7 separate regions of the Mus musculus genome follow, and all the other regions are linked to region 2. Evidence: chromatin contacts called from public HiChIP or PLAC-seq, Micro-C and promoter capture Hi-C data. All regions are on one chromosome and are shown on one strand. Each heading gives the region's core, a stretch centred on a gene start, on an enhancer-like site or on the middle of the called end of the contact. The rest is flanking DNA. Distances are from core to core; before and after follow the strand shown.

Region 1 (2,703 bases), core at 164-2,663, 730 kb after region 2:
CACAGTGACACACCTACTCCAATACCTTCTAATAGTGCCACTTCCTGGCTCGAGCATATCCAAACCATCACAGAGTGCATAAGCACATATACAGACAGGTAAGGTTTTTCACAAACAGATGTGCTATTTCTGTGCTCATTTTTTAAATGTATTTTTAATAGAAGCATACAGACGTGTCATTGCTGTCATTTGTTGTCAGTAGCTTTTGTATATCAGATGTGCTGTTCAATCAACACTTTTAATGCCAAAAACTTTTGCTCCTTGGAGAACCCATCCCTATTAGAGGCTAGCCCTAATTCCCCATCTCCCACTAATCTACTGTCTGTATAACTTAGCTCTTCTAGACATTTCATATAAATGGCATTATAGCACATTCTCTTTTGTGGCTGAAATATTTTTCATAGGTTTGGTCATGACATAACTTGCAAAACTCTGTAATTGCTCAAAAATATTCCACTGTATGAATATATATTCATCTGACAATGAACACTTGCATTGTTTCCCCTGGCGAGTTGTTGTAACAAAGATTACTATAAGCATGCAAGTAGTTTTTGTGTAGACATATTTCCATCCCTCTTCAGGGAGACACAGGGGGAGGGAGATACCCTTGCATTTTAAGGGGCAAATTGGTGGGAAATGGGGGTAAACCAGTGTAGGTGCAAATGGCAGGTTGGCAAAGTTTTAATAGTATTTGAACTTTCAGAAGACTAAAGCCTGACCTACAGAAAACAGGCTGGAGGCAGAAAGGACTGGAATGGGTGGGGGCGGGGAGACAGTTGGGTAAAGGTGGAGCGGAAGACAGGTTCCTTAGCTATTTGAGAACCTAGGAGTGAAATAAGTTTGAATTTGAGTGGTGATGACAGGAGTGGTGTGATTCCAGATGAATCCGTATGAGACAAGGGGGATTGTGGAATTCAGGGAACAACCAGCAACTTAGAAGGCAGACATATATCAAGGAAACACGGAATGTCTTTAGTGGTTTAGGTAGGGATCCCATCAGGACCTGCTACAGGGCAAATCAGGTCGGTGGCACAGTAGCAGCAGATAGACGCGCTCTTCGGCGAGGTCATAGAGAGATGACAAGCAAAGTGGAGAGGTTCAAAGCCTGAGTGTCAGTTCTGGATCATGTGGCCACAGGTAAACTTGACTTGTTTCCTTACACTTGGCAATCACAGGTTGAATTAGCTCGTATTTTCAAAGTACAGAGGGCACAGGAACTCTTAAGAAACGCAATCAGTTTTCATTCCTTTGCGCTACCCAGATGCAAAAGTAGGAGCCCAAATCTGAAGACCCTCTTTTTCCAAGTTGGGACTCCAAGCACAAGACAAGTTGGAGGCTCCGCCCCTGCTCCAGCCCCTGGGCTTCCTCGTGACTACAGTCCCGACAGCCCTCGCGCGCCACGCCCACGCCCACGGCTCCTGCGCACGCGCAGCTCGAGATGCGACTCTGGGCTGTAGTCTAAGCTCAGCTTTGACAGAGGCTCCCGGGGGGCGGACCCTAGGTGTCGCGCGCATGCCTGGCAGGGCTGGGCAGCTCTTCTCCGGTGGCTGCGGTTCGGACGCCTCAGCTGGGCCTAAGATGGACCTCCCGGCGGTGCTGGCCGCCCCGGCCACGCGCGGAGACCAACATGGCGGTGGCCCGAGCCGACTTCGCCGCGGCGCGGGGCCGTCCCTCGGTGCCGGTCCCGGGCGCCGTCGCCTGCTGCTGCTGAGGGGCCCGGAAGATGGCGGGCCCGGGCCGCGTCCAGAGGAGGCCCCGGGGCCCAGCCCGCCGCCCCCGGAGGACGGCGGCGACTCCTTCGTGGTACTGCTGGAAGTGCCGCGCGCGGCCGACACCCATGGTCAGGAGGAGGCCGAGCCCGATTCGGGCGCGAGCCCCACGGAACAGGTCCCGGCCGCCGCCCCCGGCGCAGCTCTGGCAGGCACGGTCACCATCCACAACCAGGACCTCCTGGTGCGCTTCGACCGCGGCGTCTTCACGCTGGCTGCGGCGCCCGCGCCAGCCGCCCCGAGCCTGCATCCCGCGACCACCCCGGGCCTGGAGCCCTCGAGCGCTGCTGCGTCCCGCCGCGGGCCGGTGGCCGCTAGCGCTGGCTCCCCGGCCTACCGCTGTCCGGAGCCGCAGTGCGCGCTGAGCTTCGCCAAGAAGCACCAGTTGAAGGTGCACCTGCTGACGCACGGCAGCCTCCAGGGCCGGCGGCCCTTCAAGTGCCCGCTGGATGGCTGCGGCTGGGCCTTCACCACCTCCTACAAGCTCAAACGGCACCTGCAGTCGCATGACAAGCTGCGTCCCTTTAGCTGCCCGGTGGGCGGCTGCGGCAAGAAGTTCACCACCGTCTACAACCTCAAGGCGCACATGAAGGGCCACGAGCAGGAGAGCTTGTTCAAGTGCGAGGTGTGCGCCGAGCGCTTCCCCACACACGCCAAGCTCAACTCCCACCAGCGCAGCCACTTCGAGCCCGAGCGGCCTTACAAGTGTGATTTCCCCGGTAAGCTGGAGACGCGGACCTGCCGGGGCGGGCGGGACCCGGCGGGGTCTGGACCCAAGGGCCAAACTGTCGCTTGTTTGGGCAGGGTTTGCGGAGGTCGGGGTGGAGGCGTTACGCGCCCTGATCTAAATGAGAATAAGGCAAAAACACTCCCGTGTTTGTTTTGAAGTCCCTTTCAGGTACTTAGATATGAAGCTCTGGGTTCCTACAGCCAA
Region 2 (2,700 bases), core at 139-2,638:
TGATTTATTACCAGTAAATGTTTGTGAATCTGTTGAATGTACTTTTGAGATCATGTGAAATCATTCAGGTTAAAAAGGGTTGCAAGTGAAAAAGATTTGAGTTTTAGTAGGGTCTTCTAGGGTTCAAGGGTTGGTGATAACAAGTCTGGCTCAAATGTTTGAAGCAGCCCTGGTTGAGCCTGCCCTTCAGACAGGCACCAGATACACTGGCCATGCAGTTTTCCTCAAGGCCTCTGTGGAGTGGGCGTTCCAGACCACAGGTGCTAAGGATAGTCCAGCTAACTGACTAACAGTGGCCACTAATTAGAGTCCGTGCCTCTGCTCATTTACAGGAAGCTGAACTTCAGAAGGGCTGCTTACAGCAATAACTTTAAAACGTGAGCCCAGGGAGAGGGCTCAGTTGATAAAATGTTTGCATACCGCCTGTTCTTATTTGACCTTCTTTCCAAATGGTTCCTGTGTTGGGGATGGCTTGAGAATCCATTGTGCCCTAGTTATTTCCTGTTGCTGTGATAACAACACTAACCAAAAACAACTTAGAGGAAGAAAGGGTTTATTTGGGAAAAGTCCCAAGTCACACTCCATTATTGGGGGAAGTCAGAAAACCCAAGAAGGAGCAGAAGCTGACTGCTGCTCGTGGGCTTGCTCTCGATAGCTCACTCAGCATGCTCTCTTACCACCTAGGACCACCTGCCCAAGGGTGGCACCCCCTCCCCAGTGGGCCTGATGCCACCACATTTATCATTAATCAGAAAATATTCCACAGGCTTGCCTACAGGCCAATCTGAAGGAAGCATTTCCTCAGTTGAGTCTCTTTCCAGGTGACTCTAGTATGCTCCAAGTTGACAAAAACTAAGCAGTACACTGTCACAGTGAATTGCTGAGGGTGTGTGTGGGTTGAGGGGTTGGGGAGGTAGTAACCTAGGAACCTCATATTGAAACTGAATTGCAATAGTAATTTTTATTCAGCTTCAGTAGTGCAAATTAAAAAAGAATCAGTATTTCCTAGACAAGGTTTTTGTCACATTTTCTGAAATAAAGTGGAGACATCTACCCTTCCTGAAAAGCACCTATTTTGAGATTGGTGGAGAATCAGGAGCGGAAGGAACTGTAGAGAGGCCTCTGGGTGTCAAAAACTGTGGTAAAACGATAATGAAAACAGTAATTACAAGAAGAGCAGAGCATACAAGCTTGATTCCGCACCTTTGAAAATGGCAAGTGACTGCCACTGTGCCACTGGGTGGTAGACAGAGTAGTTTGCAGGCTCACCAGGCTGAGCTAAGGGGGCGTAGCTTAGCCCTGTGGAGGCCTGGAGGTGGGGCAAAGTTTTCCCGGGGGCGTGGCCGGTCGGTAGGCGGGCCCTCTCCGTGGGTCGCGCGGTCGGGGGCGTGGCCCCGTAGCTGTCCGGTGCGCCCGCGGCCAGTGCGTAGCGTTCTCAAGTTCTCAGCGGCTTTGCCGGCGTCGTCCCCTAGGCGGCCGCCCGCGTCCCGGTTCCTCAGCAGGCCCGGCTCGGCCCGGAGCGACAACAAAGCCCTGGAGAAGCCACCGTCCCCGCCGCCGCCTCCTCGGGCGCAGACCTCGCCCGGGCTGGGGAAGGTTGGAGTCCTCCCCAACCGCCGCCTGGGTGCTGTCCGTGGCGGCCTCATGTCGTCGCCACCCGGCCGCCGCGCCCGCCTGGCCTCCCCTGGGACCAGCCGCCCGTCTTCTGAGGCCCGCGAGGAGCTGCGGCGCCGCCTGCGGGACCTCATCGAGGGCAACAGGGTGATGATCTTCAGCAAGAGTTACTGTCCACACAGCACGCGGGTAGGCGGGGCCGGCCGTAGCAGAGCTCTGGGGCGTGGCCTGATGGGCAGGGTCTAAGCAATCCCGGTGGGAGGAGGGAAGTGAAGGTGAAGCCAGGACAGGGTGGGCCGGGCGGGGAGGAGCGTCGATAAAGAGGCTGGGTAAGTTTGTGAGCCGGATCTGGGGACTGATCAGAGGTCTGAGCAGTGAGCCGGGCGAACCCCGGGCTCAGTAGTTAGCGCCTGGTGGGCGGGGTCTGAGCAAGGTTGGTGGGTGGGGCGAAGCGGAGGTCTGTGGAGGGTGCTTGATGGGCGTAACCGGAATAGGGTCTGGGCGGGGCTCATTGGGCGGATTGGAACCGTGGAAGGGGGTCCTGGTGGGAGGGGCTAATAGGGAGGGTCTGAGTGGAACTCTGTGGGTGGGACCTAGTGTATGGGGGGTGGGGGGTAAGGGAGGGTTTGGGTGGAACTTAGTGGGCGGGCGGTCCTGCGCTGACATATGGGAGGTGGGCGGGGCCTGAAGGTGGACGGAGTAGGGCTTTTGTAGCACTTTCCCAGGTTTCATTGCCTACCTTCTCTGACTCACTACGGGGTCCCGGGAGGTTGCCATCTAGGGAAACATTTGCTTTCCAGCCTGATAATGGGCTTTAGTTAAAAAAAAAAAAAAAAGAACAACCAAAAAATATTTAAAATTGTTGTCTTATTAAAATAGGATTGCGTGGCTAGCTGAAGCTGGATCTAGATCCCATTTGTTAACTAGCATGTTTGGCTCCTTGACCAGGTTTCAGAACTAGCAGGGAGCTTGTAAGATGAAGGTAGAGGAGGTTTTAAGAACCATGGAAGTCGTGGCTAGTTTAAGCTCTGTTGCACACTCTGTAATTTGGGGCTGGGTGGGCATTCGACATTGTTTTCATATTAT
Region 3 (2,877 bases), core at 258-2,757, 780 kb after region 2:
CAGCCTTGTTTGTAAATAAAGGCCATTGCAGATGTGTTTAGGAAAGCTGAGAACATTCTAGCATACACCCAAGTTCACAGTGATAAGAAGGACGACACTGGGGCACAGACACACACTGGAGGAACTCTATGGAAGAGCAAAGGCAGAAGTGGGTGGCGCCCTTAAGGCCAAGGGCAGTCAGGATGCCAAGTGCCCAACAGAAGGCAGAGGCACCTGGGTCAGACTCTCCACAAACCTCAGAAGGCACCAGCCCTGTGCTCCTTTTTCTCATGGCAGTCAAAGCTGTGCAACAGGCTTCTACCAGCTAAGCCATGAAGCCCTAGGTGGGGTTCTGCATCACGATAGCCACAGGAAAAGCATGCACAGTGTTGCTTTAGAACTACGTCAGTATTTGAGTGAGTTTACACCAAACTGTCCCAGGGTTCCTTTTGCCCTCCAGGAGCCCCCACCCAGCTCAGTACTTACTGTCTTCAACCATTTTCACGGAGAACCTAGAGGACCGTGCCTTGAACGCCATGGCTGAGGACCAACCGGTGTGCAAAGCTTGGCCTTAGCTGAAGCAGATTCTCGCCTGGAGAGTGACACAGTACTTGAGAGGATGGTTCCCCCAAACCCACAGCCCACTTTGAACTGAGTGACTTGCATTTCCACTATGTGGACTAACACTGCCTATTCCCTGTATCCAGGTTTAATGGAATCTACTATTCCCCTCCTGGGCAAGGCTGGCCCATATCTTCCTGTTCTCGGAACACACCAGCTTTGGTCTGCCTGGAGCCTCTGGGGAGCCTCTCACCTAGGTGAGGTTGGAAGGGTGAGGGGCGGGACTTCTCCCTTTAAAACTGGGCTCAGATGTCACTCTGAGAGACCTTCCTGCACCAATGCATGTAATGACCCTTCGTTTTCTTCTTTACAAGGTCAAGTGGTTACCTCTTACAAGACTTTTATTGCATATGTCTTCCAGAATGCAATCTGCACGGAAGCAAGCCCTCTGTTCCACCTGTTAGAGCTCCCGACGCTATGCTATGCTAGGTTCCCTTCAAAATGAAGTGAGTTTTCCTGTTTGCAGAAGCTCAACTAGTGTTCCAAATCTCAACGAAGCAGGGCCGAGGGTGGAGCCCAGGATTGCTTGCAGTCTGAGCATCTCTACCTCAGCCAAAACACTACCAGAGAATCCTGCCTCCTAACACCCCAGCTTCTCTTGGCACACCACACCCTGGGGCAAGAATGCAGCAGCAAGGGAATGGACCAGTGCTTAAATGGGGCCTGTCATAGATAAAGTGGAAAAGAGCACCGAAGGACGCAAAGCCTTGCAAGGGACCCAATAGAGTATTTGATCTCGGACCAGAGCCCCACAGCCACCCCGCTGGAGCCCACCCCCAAGCCCCCTGGCCCAGCCCCGCGCGCACCAACCAGCCGCGTGCACTCAGCTTGCTCCGAAGCCTCGGTCGGCAATTCTCCAGTCTTCTGGTCCTGAACTGCGTTTGCGACGCCAAGGCAACTATTCTCACAGGAGCTGTGATGTCATAAAGCCCCGGAGGCGGGCCCGGGCACACTGGGCGGGCTGGCGGGCCGGCGGGCGCGGAGTACTGTGCAGGACTGTGGCAGCTAAAGAGCAGAAGACACGGACTCAGGGAAGGGACAACGACTAGAAGCAGAGCGATCCGGGTTGTTGCAACCCTGCAACCCGGGGACAGGGTACGTTTGCCCAGCGCACTAGCTTCTTTCACCCCCAGATTCTCCTGCCCATCCGTAAAGGATTTTGTTGCAGCTAGGGCACAGACAACAGCCTGGCTCTTCAGAGAATATTTAGGAGTCTTGGGGCCGGGGAGGACGACGGTAAAACAGTCTACAGGCTAGGAATGTGCCAAAGACAGTCTCCCTTAGCTCCTGGCGCTACTCAGGGTCGCTGGCGCCACCCAGTGGGTGGAGAGATAGAACCAAGGCAAGAAGGCCAGGGGTAGGAGTGTAGAAGGATCCTGGAATGGGTCAGGGACCCTTGAATCACCAAAGGGACAGTATCCCGCAGGGCAGTCCAGCGCTGGGCATGGGGGAGCCAGGAAGAAAGGGTGGGCCCTGCATATGTGGTTTGTTGGTTTTGTTTGTTTGTTTGTTTGTTTGTTTGTTTGTTTGTTTTTTATGCAGCTAGTGTTAAATACTCTTTGCAAGCAAGTGGCTCCCTGCCTGGTGTTGGAGGAGGGCCCTTACACTGTGGTCTAGAATTCCCAATATTCTGGCCTCAGCTTCCCAGTAGGCTGTCAAAATAGCCAGACAAACTACAAAACAAAACAAAAATAATAGGAAGAAAGAAAGGAAGAAGAAAGAAGAAGGAAGAAGGAAAGAAAAAGAGAGAAAGAGAGAAGGAAGGAAGAGAAAGAGAGAGAGAGGGAGGGAGGGAGGGAGGGAGGGAGGGAGGGAGGGAGGGAGGAAAGAAGGAAGGAAGGAAGGAAGGAAGGAAGGAAGGAAGGAAGGAAGGAAGGAAGGAAGAACAACAGTAAAACCTGCACCAGGTTTGGAGTGCTTATTTATTCAACCAGTCAAGCAAATATTTCAGAAATCATTCATCTTTCACACCACGAGGGCTTTTACGAATTTAGAAAAATAAGCCACCAAAAGAGAACAAATGAGGGTGCTACCATTCCTGGTGTTAGCACACCTGTCCTGAGTCCCCGGTGAACCCTCACAGGGTGTCCTTTAAGCCAGGTATTGTTCTCAGCGCAGATCCATTCAGTACTTACTACCATCCTGATGACTAGGTCCGGTTCTGAACCACCACCCCTCAGCATGAGGAACCAATGTGAGCCTAAGATCCTAGAAGAAAGGCACACTGTGTTCAACATTGTACAAGCCAGAGTGATCGGTGAAACCTCAAAGACTGCG
Region 4 (2,700 bases), core at 136-2,635, 770 kb before region 2:
TTAGGTTCCAAAGAGCTGGAATTACAGTTAAGTACAACCCTAATCAGCGTTCTCCCACCTCCGCCCTTCTCCAGACATTTTCCTGGTGTTCTATCATTGACAGTCTCAAAGTAAGGGCCCACCACCTATTCATATCAAACAAGGTCTTCACCTGACTTCACATAGACGCCTCCTCGAATTTGTATACATTACACTGGGTGGGTTTTGGTGGGGTAACTGCCTGAGCACTAGTGGCCAGTCCCATGCCTGTCTCCACTGGAGGGGAAGCGACGCAGTCGAGGACACGCGTTCACCAAGTCTTGTAGCCCACCCAGCCCAGCACCCTGCTCCTGCCCCAGGCCCACCTTAGGACAGGGTCCCAGCTCCGATCTTCCCTGAGAAAGCTGCTCTCCCATGTCCTGGTCTGACCCACCTTTGCAGTCAGCCTTCCTCCCTCCCCTTCTGTGGTGGCGGCTTGCCTCTGAGCCTGTCAAGCTTTTGTGCCCGCCCCCTACACTCGCACACACCCCTGAATCCCATGTCTACCCTGAGAAGCTGTCTCTTTCTCCCTCACACACATATTTCTTACCTGCCTCAGGCCCCGACCTGTCACACGCCCACACTAACGAGGTATCCGGAGTGACTGCTGAATGAAAACCACGTACCCGAGTCTCACACACAGCCCCATATGGCGGCAGTCGCTGTCGCAGACCTACCCCTTTGTCAGCTCCTAATAAAGTTGCCCCGCGCAGTCGAGGACACGCGTTCACAACGACACGCACACGCCTTCCCAGGCAAGCTCCACGCACATGTAAACATCCACCTCGGCCACGCAGCTCTTTCTTTCTCGGCCCTCGGCATCCCCGGCCCACGCGCTTTGGGTACCCGCCGGACCTTTACGATGCGATTTCTCCAAGGGTGTCACCCGTGCGCTCTCGCCTCCCTGCTGAGCTTCTCTACACCCTCGCGCGCACACACGCACACGCCCCTCTGCTCCTTGGCCGCAGACTGGTCACCTGTCACCTGTCACCTGGCGAGGGGTGGGGCGCGGACACCCTGGTGCAGCGGCCCCGCCGCCGCCGTCCTCGAGCGCGCGCGTGGCACGGAGCATCCAGCGCCCAGGACAGGGCGCCTGGGGGGTCCCCGCGCCAGGCCCCGCGCCGCCGCCTCCTCCCCGCGCGCGGCCGACCCCGCGCGCCCCACAGCCTTTGTTCTGCGGCGCTGCCAGCACTGGCCCGTGGCGCGCTGCGCCCTCGCGGCTTGGCCCGGCCCCACTCACCGGCGGCCAGCAGCAACAGCAGCGGCGGCGGCAGTCGGGCGGCCCGCAGCGGCCGGGCCATGGTGCAGCGTTGCCGCCCGCAGCCGCAGCGCCGCGGCGCCCGGGCCGGCCTCGGGGGCGCGCAAAGCGAAGGCGGCGGCGCGCGTGCGCCCCGTTGGCCTGCGTACCCGCCACTCACGCGCTCATCCGCCCAATCGATGCAGCGGAGGGATCGGGGGCGGGACCCTATTGCGGAGTCCGGCTTCGCACCTGCACCTCGGGCCTCGAGCACTTCGCCACCCGGGGGGGGGGACCTCCCTGGGAAGCGGGTCCCGAACCTTTTGTGCAGCAGACCGGGCCCCAGTTACAGCGAAGGAGACAGAGGCCAGGATCAGCAGGGACCTGTTGGGGCACGTGGCCTGGGGATCCTGAAGGCCGGAGAGGACCAGGCTTTGGTGAAGGGACTGGGCAAGAGCAGAGAGCTGAACTCTGTGCCGGGTGTAGTTTATTTTCATTTTATGTGTGTGAATGTTTTCCCTACATGTACATATGTGCACCACGTGCGTGTTTGAAGTCCACTGATGGTTGTTGAGCCACCATGTGGGTGCTGGGAACTGAACTTGGGTCAGTCCATGCTCTTAACCTCTGACCCACTACAGCTTCCAGGGGTAGTTTAGACCCCCAATTTCCAGTTGGCTTTCACAGCCTGAGGAGATTTGTCCTTGTCTTCAGACATCTTGTGGGAGTCACCTTTCTCTCTAGCCAGCGCTTCTCCTTGACTTCAAGTTTCTTTTTGTGCCAATATGGCAAATCCGACAGGCATTGCTCTTCCTAAGTGTCAGGAGGGCAGGAACATTCCTCAGCATGTTCCAGAGCCACAAGTGTAGGAAGGCAGGTTAAGCACAAACGGAGGCAGAGGGGACCTTCTATGGAGACATTTATAGGATGCATGGATGTTGGGTAAGCTGGGTTTTGGCGAAACCATTCTAGATACAGAGAGAAACTGTGGCAATTCTCAGATAGAAAGATGTCTCACTTCTTTAAGTGACAGTGAAAACACTGACTGAAGCGTGACTGTCCCACGCCTGTAATATTTGTACCGCACTAGAAGGGATTCAGGTTAAGACCAGGGCAGTCTGAGCGACATAAGATTGTCTGGTGGGGGAGGGGAGCTAGAGAGACAGCTCCGCACAGAGTTTGTGGCTCTTGGAGGACCCAGATTTGGTTCCCAGCACCCACACTTGCTACTGTCTGTAACTCCAGCTCCAGGAAACCCAGTGCCTAGTCTTCTACTAGATTGAATCAGTCTGTACTTAAAGGCATGCTGTGTTGGGAGAGAGACTCTAGGTTTGTGTTTTAAAAAAGAAGAAAAGGCTTTGGACTCCTTCCGAAATAATAAGGATCAGACTTGACAGAGGGCGACTCCCTGAAGATCTTGGCTACAGACAAGAAGAGGAAGACTG
Region 5 (2,700 bases), core at 145-2,644, 820 kb after region 2:
TATATATACTTCCTGTGAGTGAGCTGGGAGCCCTGGGAAGGTTCTGAAGCAAGGATGCCTAATGTGACTCAGGTTTAGGCAGAATGTCCTAGGTTGGCCATGGCTTCTAGACAGCTGGGGCATCTTCCCTGTGGACTGAGGCCGCTCAGCTACACTGTTGCTTTCAAGCTTCTGATCTTTGACTGCACTTCTCCCTGGGGGTGGGAGACATTGGACAGACAGAGTGTGAGGAATGCAGAGCCCAGGGTAGGCAGGGCTATGGAGAAGTGTGCTGGCCCAGCCTGACCCTGCCCTCCCTTGACAAGATAGGATCAATCAACTTTATGGACTAGCCAACCCCACCTGCTCTGCGTGCTAGCCCTGGCTAGCTATTCACTGGCTGTAGAATACTGGGGAAGACTCAGACTGGGCCTATGATCAATCAGAACGTTGATGACCATCTTGTGCTAAGCACAGACTCCTTCCGTGCTCTGGCTAAGACTCAGTTTAACTGCTGGATCATGGGCACTCACCTGGAGAATCCTCAGATCCTTATTTAAGGGATCTGGCTAAAAATCCTGGCCCCAACAGGGACGGCTTGGAGAAGCAAGGGGAAAGGCTGGCCACCTCGCAGTGTCAGGTAGGAAGCGCCAGGAAGGAAGGTCTGTCCAAATGTCCTGGGTATTAAGAAGCAGGGGAAAGACAAGACAGACCTGGCTGTGCCTGGCCCTCTATCTGCTTGGCTAAGAAGGCCCACGCTCGCTCTCAGCGGGTTTTTTCACGCCGCCCGGGTTTGAAGCCAGGCAGTGTAGGCTAAAGTGCACAGCAGGGTACCCAGCACTCTCTGCTCACGTGTTTTCTTGGGCTTCACTTTCCTCATTAAACCGGTGCAAAAGCTGTCTATGATGGCTTGGGACTGCAATCTGGAACTCCCTCTGCAGATCAGAAGCACCCTGCAGTCTTTGGGGAGGTGCCGCCACTGGTGGTGGTCAGCAAACCTCCGCAGTTTGTCAGTCGCAGAAGTCTAGGGTAGCGCAGTGAGCGTCCATTCCCGTGAGTAACCATGACCGCTGGAGGAAAGACCAGATGTATTTTTACAATTGGTCCCTTTAGACACGGTCCCTACTAGATCGGGCCTTGTTAGGAATGCGGAGGGGGTTGCAGGGACGATTCCGCTCCCGAGGTCCCACGTGGTCTGCACTTCGGGACTCTGCGGGCTTTCAGTGGATTCTAGAACCCGTCTCACGTGCGCATCGGAGGACCCAGTGCAGATCCACGAAGAGACCGGAGAGCGCGTGGGCAGCGGGAGGGTGCGGCCGAGGCGGGGCGGGGGCGCGTGACGCGCGGCGCTAGCCAATGGGGCGCGCGCCCGAGGCCGAGCCTCCTGCGAGCCTTCGCGGCGCCCGCGGCGTCACGTGAGCGGCCGGAGAGCGGGGAGAGCGGCGAGCGGCGAGCGCCCAGCTCGGCCGCAGGGAGTGCGGGCTGCGGCCAGGAGCGCTGGACGCGCGGCCGCATACGGAGCCGGGCCGCACGCGCGAGGCCGCGCCAGGCGACGCGGAGTCCAGGTGGGAGACGCGCGATGTACCGCGGCCGCGTGGGTCCTCCCTTGGGGATCACGGGCCGTCCCCTGGCGCGCGCTGTAGGAACCACGCGCGGAGGCCCGGGAAATGAGGGGACCCCGGAAATGCGGGGACCCCCGTGAGCGCGCCGGGCCTGCAAAGGGCAAATCCGGTGTGCGCAGCTTCTGCCCGCGGAGCCCACGCGCGTCCGTGGCACTCCTGGACCTGCGCTCCCATATGGCGGGGCCTGGAGACCAAGGGGCGGAGAGGTTACTGTCGGTCACTGTTGCGGTGGCCTAAGAGGGGACGCGAAGGGGGTCACTGGGCGGAGGGTAAGGTACTCTCCGAAGCTGTGCGCCAGAGTCCGAGCCACCTCCTTCCCACGTACTTCACACCCACGGGTGGGCACCCACGCGCGGGCACCTGGCGGACACCCGCACGGCTGCACTGCGCCCAGCACACGCAATCACACGACACAAACTCACACCCATTTGCGCGTACCCGCAGCGTGCGCTTATGTTCCGTATCCCCACGCAGAGTCCTCAGGCCCCTCTGAACAAACATTACCGGAGGGACCGCTGAGGGTAGCAGCCGCAGGGGGCAGGTCATCCCTCTTGGAAACATTCTCCCCTGGAGGGCACAGGGGAGGTTTGCTACCACGGTATGGGAAGGTGAAATCTCAAATGTTTGACTGAGTCCTTCAGATATTGCCCCCGACCATGGGGAGTCCCCGCCGCCCTACAGGTGCGAGAATGGCAGTAACTTTGGGGCCTTCGGACTCCTCAGGGAGAAGACTCTTATTTTGAAGACCGGCCCCCATTCGCCACCCCCGTGATTTGCACGCTGACCCAATGGCTAGCCCTTGGCCGGCTCTCGGCTTGTTATCAATTACATGTTGTTCCTACAGCCGCTGTGTCCCCGGGAGGATAAACAGCAGGCCTGGCCGGCTAAGAGAGGGGGCGGAGTCCAGCGGCCTGCCGGGGACCGTGCCCAGAACAGGGTGCCCCCTCCCCCTGCACGCAGCCTGCGCCTCTGGCTACGCCACGTGCTGCTGTTTTTCTGGGACCGGCTTGATCGCTGGCACTTGGGCTTTCAAGTCCTGGGTCCAGGAAGTCCTGGATCCCCTGGGCCTTCAGTACTTCAGTGTCCCCAGGGTTGCTCA
Region 6 (2,881 bases), core at 376-2,875, 830 kb before region 2:
CGAGACAACCCAGAACTGTATCTGCCCCCACCCCAAGAAAGAAGCCAAAGCCAGTACTCCTGAGAGACTATGGGCGTGCCCTCAGTGTAGATCTGTCCTCAGGAGGCAAGAGAACCCCAGAGGGAGTGGAGCACCAATCCTGTGTGCCACAAGGAGTGTCCCTCTGGTAGGGGACACTCTGGAGACCTGTGGCCGGTGCATCAAGGAGTCCACAACTGTGTCAGGAGTTGCCACGTAGGAGCTGGGTTCACCCACACAGTCCCAGGCAAGACTGGTGTGCTGGGGTTGGGATCACTGAGCTTTGGGAAGAGGGAATCTGGCCAAGATTAGCCCTAGAGTGATGGATGTCTTCCCTGTAGAGAAAATTCACAGAGCCTTTTAGATAGAGTGCATCATAGCAGCTGGGCCCAGAGGCAAGCAGCAAGGTTTCCTCCTAGGGTCCCATGGGGCTCCCTCTAGGACCAGCAGTGGCCACACTTCTGAGCCAGTGACCTTCCAGGCCTGGTACTAATAGATCACCTTGTCAAATCAGGAGCAGAGGTCTCTAGGGGGACACAGGTCTCATCTGATTAACGAAGACAAATTAGATTTCCCTGGGTCTGGCCAGGGCCAGCCCCACCCCACGTCTGTTGCTGCCCCCCAGGCCTCAGCCTGTGTCGTCTTTGATGGGCACAAAGTGTGACTGCTTGGTTCACCTGCCCAGGGCAAGTGGCTGCTCTGCTCGTGTGGCCTAGTCTTCAGACAGGCTCCCCGAGAGAGGATCACCACGCCTTTCTTTTCTTTCCAGCGTAATTTTAAATATTGGAGAATAATTCATAGAGTTCAAATGTCAGAAGATAGAAAAGGGCATGAAGAGATGCCTGCCGGAGGGAGCCGGCCGGTCAGCAGCCATGCTGTCAGAGATGGCTTACGGGATACAGTTGGCGTGCACAAAGCACCGTGTGTTCTTTCTGCAGATGGGGACTTGTTCCACGTAGACTAGGGGGATAATATTACATGTCCCTTTACTTAATCTGCTTGTTCTTTGAGGGGTTTGGTTTTATTTTGTCGTTTTGTTGTTGAATGCCTTGGTGGTCTTTCCCCACCGGACTCGCGTATCCCACCGAGTACAGACCCTGGCTTAGAACTCCCGAAAGAGCAAGCAACCTTGAGCTCATTTCCAGTTGCCTACTCGTGTGAGCCTCACAGGTGGACTGAGTGCTTGCTGCCTTTTCCCTTCCTGTGCTCTGGCTGGGAAATGAAGTGGAGGCGGTGTGCACAGGAGGGGACTCTGAAGGAGGGATGGGAGGAGTGAAAGAGAACCCCCCCCTCCTCCATGATGTCCTGTGAATGGTCCCAGAGCCACATGGATCCCTGAGCTCAGCTAATGGGGCTGGCATGCCCCATTAGTGGTGGGCACATGATTGTGGGGACCCACACAGTGGAAGCCAACCCCAGAAGAGAAATCCTGGTGTGACCAGACAGCATCCTCCAGCCAGTACCCAAGCCTCAGCTGGTCCCCAGGTAGTGCGTCAGTCTTCGTGTGCATATGGGTGTGTGAAGGTGACCACTTCACCCCTGGGGTGGGAGGATGCCCAGGCACCATAAACTCAGCACCATCTGCTTTTTACACTGAGGCTCTGTTCAGACAAGCTGGGATATATTTAGCCCCGGGAAGAGACTGAGGACAAAGACAGCAGTGCCCAGCACTCTCTGCTGAGGAAGTGGTTTCACGGGGGCGGGGGGGGGGCGGGGGGGGGGGACGGCAACAGCAGAAATTTAGAGACCAAAATTGCAGAGAACCAGTCTCAGCTGCTCACCAGCCCAGGCTGCCTCTCTTGAACAATCTCTCTGTGTCATCTGGCATCCCTTCTTTTTCTAGGAACCTTAAGGAAGGCAAAACTTCCCGGCCAGGCTGGGCTGGGACCGCCAAGGTTGTCTTCAGTGGGAACTATCTCCCTATGAGGTCCCTGGGGGTGGGGGTGGGGGTGGGGGTGGGTATCTAGCTCCCTATGAGGTCTCTGGGGCTACTGAGCAGGACTTCAGGGTGTTCCATTCCCAGTTCTTGGGAGCCTCTAGCTGAAGTATGGGGAGGGGCTAGCTCCAGGAGACCTGTCTCACAGAGAGCACTGTTTGCTCCCGTGCCACCTGCAAGAACAGGAAATGACTCCCAATTAGAAGACCAGGAAATGAGGCCATTGTTTTTCTCAAGGTCGGTTTGATTACTGCCTGGGCCACTGAGCCCCTTTCACCCTAAAGCATGTCCCCAGGTCAGCTTCCTGTGGGCCAGAGCCTACTTCCCATCTGAACACCCCAGTGTCAGTGGACTCCAGTGGGCTGGAAGGGATATGGAACGGGGTGCTGCAGATGAGAGTGCCCTGCACGGGCCAGTGGGTCAGCCGCCATAAGCTACAGGTGTGACTCCTTCAGACCCACAGGCACCTGTTTTCTGAGAGTTGGGGTTCAGATTTCCAGAATCTGAACTTGAAAAGCAAGCTCAGAGCCATCGGAGCGTGCTCCGAGCCACTGGAAAGGCACAAAACATTCTATTGCTCAACTGGGCAGGATGCATTCCTGCCCAGAACAATTTAAAGTTACCCTAGAGAGCCTTGCCAGGTCACAGCTGTAGCCATCCCGTGGCCTCCGTGCAGGCCAGCTTTTGGGAGCCACGTTAGAACGAAGGGGCAGTAACTACCTCTCACAGCAAGTTCTTCTGGCTGAAGCTTAAAAATGATCAGAGGAGCTATTAAGACCTTTCAGATCAATAAAGGCATTTATGCACGTCTCTACTATTTACAGTGATGGGTACTGCAGTTGATTCAGAACTGTCCTCAGGCTGTGACAGAGACTCAGGGCAGACATACGGACGGACAGACACACACACCTTCTCCAGGCCTTGCTC
Region 7 (2,914 bases), core at 81-2,580, 850 kb after region 2:
GGCAGCTTATGGTTGGCAGACATCTAAAGCTGGCCACCTCCCTGGATGGGTGAGAAAGCAGCTGGGTCGGGCTAGGGCAGATGCTGTGTGAGTGTGGAAGTACAGTGAATAGGCCAAGGACTCCAGCCATGCCACTTCCTGGATGCAAGCTGGGGAGGAGGTGGGGCTTCTTGGGGGACCAGGCCAACAACAACAGTACCTGTCCTAGCTGCACGGAGCACCAAGTGAGCTGCTGAGACCAGGGTATTATTGTTAGCTTTTACTATCAGAAACAAACATCTGGGATTCAATTGTGTAGGTGTGTATCTGTGCATGTATGTCTATGTATGCCTAAAAGCATACATGTGGCCCTGAGTGAATCTGTGTATGTTGTATGTATGTATGTATGTATGTATGTATATGCCTACATATATGTGTGTATGGCTATTTATGTATGCATAAATACATATATATGGGGGCTAGAGAGATGGCTCAGTGGTTAAGAGCACTGACTGCTCTTCCGAAGGTCCTGAGTTCAAATCCCAGCAACCACATGGTGGCTCACAACCATCCGTAATGAGATCTGACGCCCTCTTCTGGTGCATCTGAGGACAGAAGAAAAAAGAAATACATATATATGTGAGTAGGTATATGTATATGTGTATAGCTATAATGAATGCATATGTATCTGTGCTTGTATAAATGTGTGAGTGTGTATCTGTAAACAAGTATGTGTAGGTGTTTGTGTGTGAATCTGTGCTATGTGTTTGGGGACCACTAGGAACTTTGGTGCTGCGACAGGGAGCCCTGAGAGGAGGTTTCCTCTCAGGCAAGACAAAGAGCAGAGAGGCTCAGAGGAGAGAAAGGGCTGGATCTTGCTTCTAGAGAAGCTGTGCTGAAGGTCCTGCAAGGCCTAGGACAGGATGCTGACTTCAGCAGCAGAGATGGGGCAGAGCCAGCGAGGGCAAAGGCAACCAGGGGTCAGGTCACGGGCAGAGAGAGGTGCCAGTTAAACAGTGACTAAGCAGCCTTTGCTCTTCCTCTGTGCTCTGCTGGCCGGCCGGTGTGTGGCTTAATTATTGATATTTAACTCTTCCACACTGAGCAGTTCCCATTAATAAATATGGAAGGGGTGAAGATGAGCTGTCTAACAGGAGACTTCAGATTCGTAGCTGCAGGCCAAGAGTGGACAGAAGGGCTAACAAGCATAAGCAGGAGAGTCTCTTTCAGGTCCCAGAGTGTCACCCCTAAATGTTTGGTAATCATGAAGTACGTTTATAATGGCAACTCTTGGCCTGGTCCCACCTTCACTGAGAGATCATGGATGATGTCACTGGGTTCAAGGCTTGGTGACATGTACCTGTTGATTTGATACGGTGAGAAGGACATTGCCTCAGACCTGCTGAAAGTGCACGATGTTAATCTGAGAAATTATCAGGAGATCGGCACAGAGGGACAGCCTGCAGAGAAGGGTAGTCAGGCAGGCAAGGGAGGGCTGAGGCCATGACCAACTGGGGACCAGAGGGACCTGACAACAGAGCCTGAGTGGAAGTCTAATCTGGTCTTGGGCAGAGTGGGGCCCAGGCAGCCACGTGGTCAGAACAAATCTATATCACTATTTCATAGGCTATGGCAGCAGAAGTTGTCAGCTTATAGATCCCCCACACCCAGGTATTGAGGCTGCTGTGAGGGGACCTGGATGGCACTTGCAGACTACCTGGTGGTCTAACTGGTCTGTCACTGAGGCATGGTCACCTCTCTAACCTTCCAGGGGGCACAGAAGGGGGAGAGTGAGCCTGACCAGAGTCACCTGGAAAGCCAGAACTAAGGGACAGTCAGGGACAGGATGTCTCAACCGTGCAGTCACAGCCAAGTCTTTCCATCTCCTCCCGGATCTGGGAAAGCATCTATGGCTCAGATGAATTCCCATATCCCACCTACCTCCAAGCCTATTGGGTTAGCTAGGTTTTATGTTATTTGACCCAAGCTAGAGCCATTGAAAGTCATTGAAAGGAAGAAAATCTCAATTGAGACAATGCCTCCATAAGTCCAACTGTAAGGAATTATTATTTCTTCTTCTTCTTCTTCTTCTTCTTCTTCTTCTTCTTCTTCTTCTTCTTCTTCTTCAACATAGTATTTTTACTGATTCTTTGGGAAATTCACATCATATACCTTAATCACAATCACTTCTCAGTCCTTCCATGTCCACCCCATCCCAAGCACAATAAACAAAACAAAAACCACACACACACACAAAGGTCTAATTTGTGTTGTGTATACACTCAGTAGAACATGCTCAGGCTCCCAGTGGCTTCCCCCCTAAAGAAAACTAAGTCCTTCCCCTCCAGCATCCCCACCAGAAGCCACACTGTAAAAAAGAGCAAAAAAGATTTTGCAGTGATATCAATAACAGAAAATGCATAGTTGAAAAAGAGGGAAACAGAAAGCTTCTGTAACAACTCCTATTCCCCCCTAACCATGCCACCCCCAAAAGTAATACCCTAAATAGTAAGCCACTGAAGAAAACTCCTAGAAAGTGTACTAAGGACATTTAAAAGTGTGAAGTATAGGGCATTTTTTAAATTAGTTATTGATGGGGGAGGGCCCAGCCCAATTGTGGGTGGTATCATCCTGGTGGTCCTGTGTTCTATAAGAAAGCAGGCTGATCCATGAACTAACCAGTAACCCCAGAGCTCGTGTCTCTAGCTGCATATGTAGCAGAAGATGGCCTAGTTGGCCATCACTGGGAAGAGAGGCCCCTTGGTATTGCAAACTTTATATGCCCCAATACAGGGGAATGCCAGGGCCAAGAAGCAGGAGTGGGTGGGTAGGGGAGCAGGGCAGAGGGAGGGTACGTTCGGGATAGCATTTGAAATGTATGTAAAGAAAATATTTAATAATAAATAAATTAATTAATTAAAAAAAAAAGAAAGCA

What was found. Promoter capture Hi-C pulls out the DNA fragments that hold promoters and counts their contacts. Hi-C and Micro-C count contacts between places; a contact is called where the count stands out from the background. HiChIP or PLAC-seq counts read pairs in DNA pulled down with a chosen protein or histone mark.
Region 1: a Micro-C map of embryonic stem cells shows a contact between it and region 2, with 4 times the contacts expected there. The contact joins the promoter of Zxdc here to the promoter of Txnrd3 in region 2. A contact is called at or near these places in 17 of 39 promoter capture datasets (the 3T3-L1 cell line, the HPC-7 cell line, cranial neural crest and 11 more), 9 of 484 Hi-C or Micro-C datasets (CD4 T cells, CD8 T cells, Sertoli cells and 3 more), 8 of 115 datasets of contacts at active chromatin or transcription factors (acute myeloid leukemia, embryonic stem cells, large pre-B cells and 1 more) and 3 of 9 other capture datasets (adipose tissue, macrophages and pancreatic islet).
Region 3: a contact with region 2 is called in a promoter capture Hi-C map of liver, with 6 times the contacts expected there. The contact joins the promoter of Cfap100 here to the promoter of Txnrd3 in region 2. A contact is called at or near these places in 14 of 39 promoter capture datasets (3T3-L1-derived adipocytes, cranial neural crest, embryonic stem cells and 7 more), 11 of 115 datasets of contacts at active chromatin or transcription factors (bone marrow-derived macrophages, embryonic forebrain, embryonic stem cells and 3 more) and 1 of 9 other capture datasets (embryonic stem cells).
Region 4: a contact with region 2 is called in a promoter capture Hi-C map of the SN4741 cell line, with 5 times the contacts expected there. The contact joins the promoter of Podxl2 here to the promoter of Txnrd3 in region 2. A contact is called at or near these places in 2 of 39 promoter capture datasets (the SN4741 cell line and cranial neural crest), 2 of 484 Hi-C or Micro-C datasets (cortical neurons and forebrain) and 5 of 115 datasets of contacts at active chromatin or transcription factors (bone marrow-derived macrophages, embryonic forebrain, embryonic midbrain and 2 more).
Region 5: a contact with region 2 is called in an H3K27ac HiChIP or PLAC-seq map of embryonic stem cells, with 7 times the contacts expected there. The contact joins the promoter of Klf15 here to the promoter of Txnrd3 in region 2. A contact is called at or near these places in 13 of 39 promoter capture datasets (the HPC-7 cell line, cranial neural crest, embryonic stem cells and 6 more), 1 of 15 datasets of contacts at CTCF or cohesin (the NIH/3T3 cell line), 2 of 484 Hi-C or Micro-C datasets (embryonic stem cells and uterus), 12 of 115 datasets of contacts at active chromatin or transcription factors (cardiomyocytes, craniofacial prominence, embryonic forebrain and 6 more) and 2 of 9 other capture datasets (adipose tissue and embryonic stem cells).
Region 6: a promoter capture Hi-C map of pre-B cells shows a contact between it and region 2, with 3 times the contacts expected there. The contact joins the enhancer-like site here to the promoter of Txnrd3 in region 2. A contact is called at or near these places in 4 of 39 promoter capture datasets (the 3T3-L1 cell line, the C10 cell line, the HPC-7 cell line and 1 more), 1 of 15 datasets of contacts at CTCF or cohesin (large pre-B cells) and 1 of 115 datasets of contacts at active chromatin or transcription factors (pancreatic cancer cells).
Region 7: a promoter capture Hi-C map of liver shows a contact between it and region 2, with 2.3 times the contacts expected there. The contact joins the enhancer-like site here to the promoter of Txnrd3 in region 2. A contact is called at or near these places in 12 of 39 promoter capture datasets (the 3T3-L1 cell line, 3T3-L1-derived adipocytes, cranial neural crest and 6 more), 1 of 484 Hi-C or Micro-C datasets (embryonic stem cells), 5 of 115 datasets of contacts at active chromatin or transcription factors (embryonic stem cells, extraembryonic endoderm stem cells, forebrain and 1 more) and 1 of 9 other capture datasets (embryonic stem cells).

What each region holds. Positions count from the first base shown.
Region 1 is chr6:90,368,081-90,370,783 of GRCm38.p6, forward strand. It overlaps Zxdc (ZXD family zinc finger C), which reads left to right and starts at 1,414. Exons shown (of 10, transcript NM_173002.3): 1 at 1,414-2,488. The coding sequence starts at 1,579.
Region 2 is chr6:89,642,600-89,645,299 of GRCm38.p6, forward strand. Txnrd3 (thioredoxin reductase 3) reads left to right here and starts at 1,389. Exons shown (of 16, transcript NM_001178058.1): 1 at 1,389-1,803. The coding sequence starts at 1,534.
Region 3 is chr6:90,426,973-90,429,849 of GRCm38.p6, forward strand. It overlaps Cfap100 (cilia and flagella associated protein 100), which reads right to left and starts at 1,508. Exons shown (of 17, transcript NM_173775.3): 1 at 1,407-1,508; 2 at 466-571. The coding sequence starts at 517.
Region 4 is chr6:88,873,661-88,876,360 of GRCm38.p6, forward strand. It overlaps Podxl2 (podocalyxin-like 2), which reads right to left and starts at 1,386. Exons shown (of 8, transcript NM_001347327.2): 1 at 1,259-1,386. The coding sequence starts at 1,319.
Region 5 is chr6:90,461,182-90,463,881 of GRCm38.p6, forward strand. Klf15 (Kruppel-like factor 15) reads left to right here and starts at 1,395. Exons shown (of 3, transcript NM_023184.4): 1 at 1,395-1,544.
Region 6 is chr6:88,810,001-88,812,881 of GRCm38.p6, forward strand. The region is part of intron 5 of Mgll (monoglyceride lipase); the gene reads left to right. Among named protein-coding and RNA genes, the nearest start is that of Abtb1, 30 kb to the right of the region's middle. Within about 2 kb of position 1,626, at least 47 of the 459 cell types and tissues checked have an H3K27ac peak or open chromatin away from gene starts, as enhancers often do. A contact at or near this core is called in the HPC-7 cell line and pre-B cells, where this site is marked.
Region 7 is chr6:90,491,186-90,494,099 of GRCm38.p6, forward strand. It overlaps a transcript of Klf15 not described here. Among named protein-coding and RNA genes, the nearest start is that of Klf15, 30 kb to the left of the region's middle. Within about 2 kb of position 1,331, at least 28 of the 459 cell types and tissues checked have an H3K27ac peak or open chromatin away from gene starts, as enhancers often do. A contact at or near this core is called in 3T3-L1-derived adipocytes and liver, where this site is marked.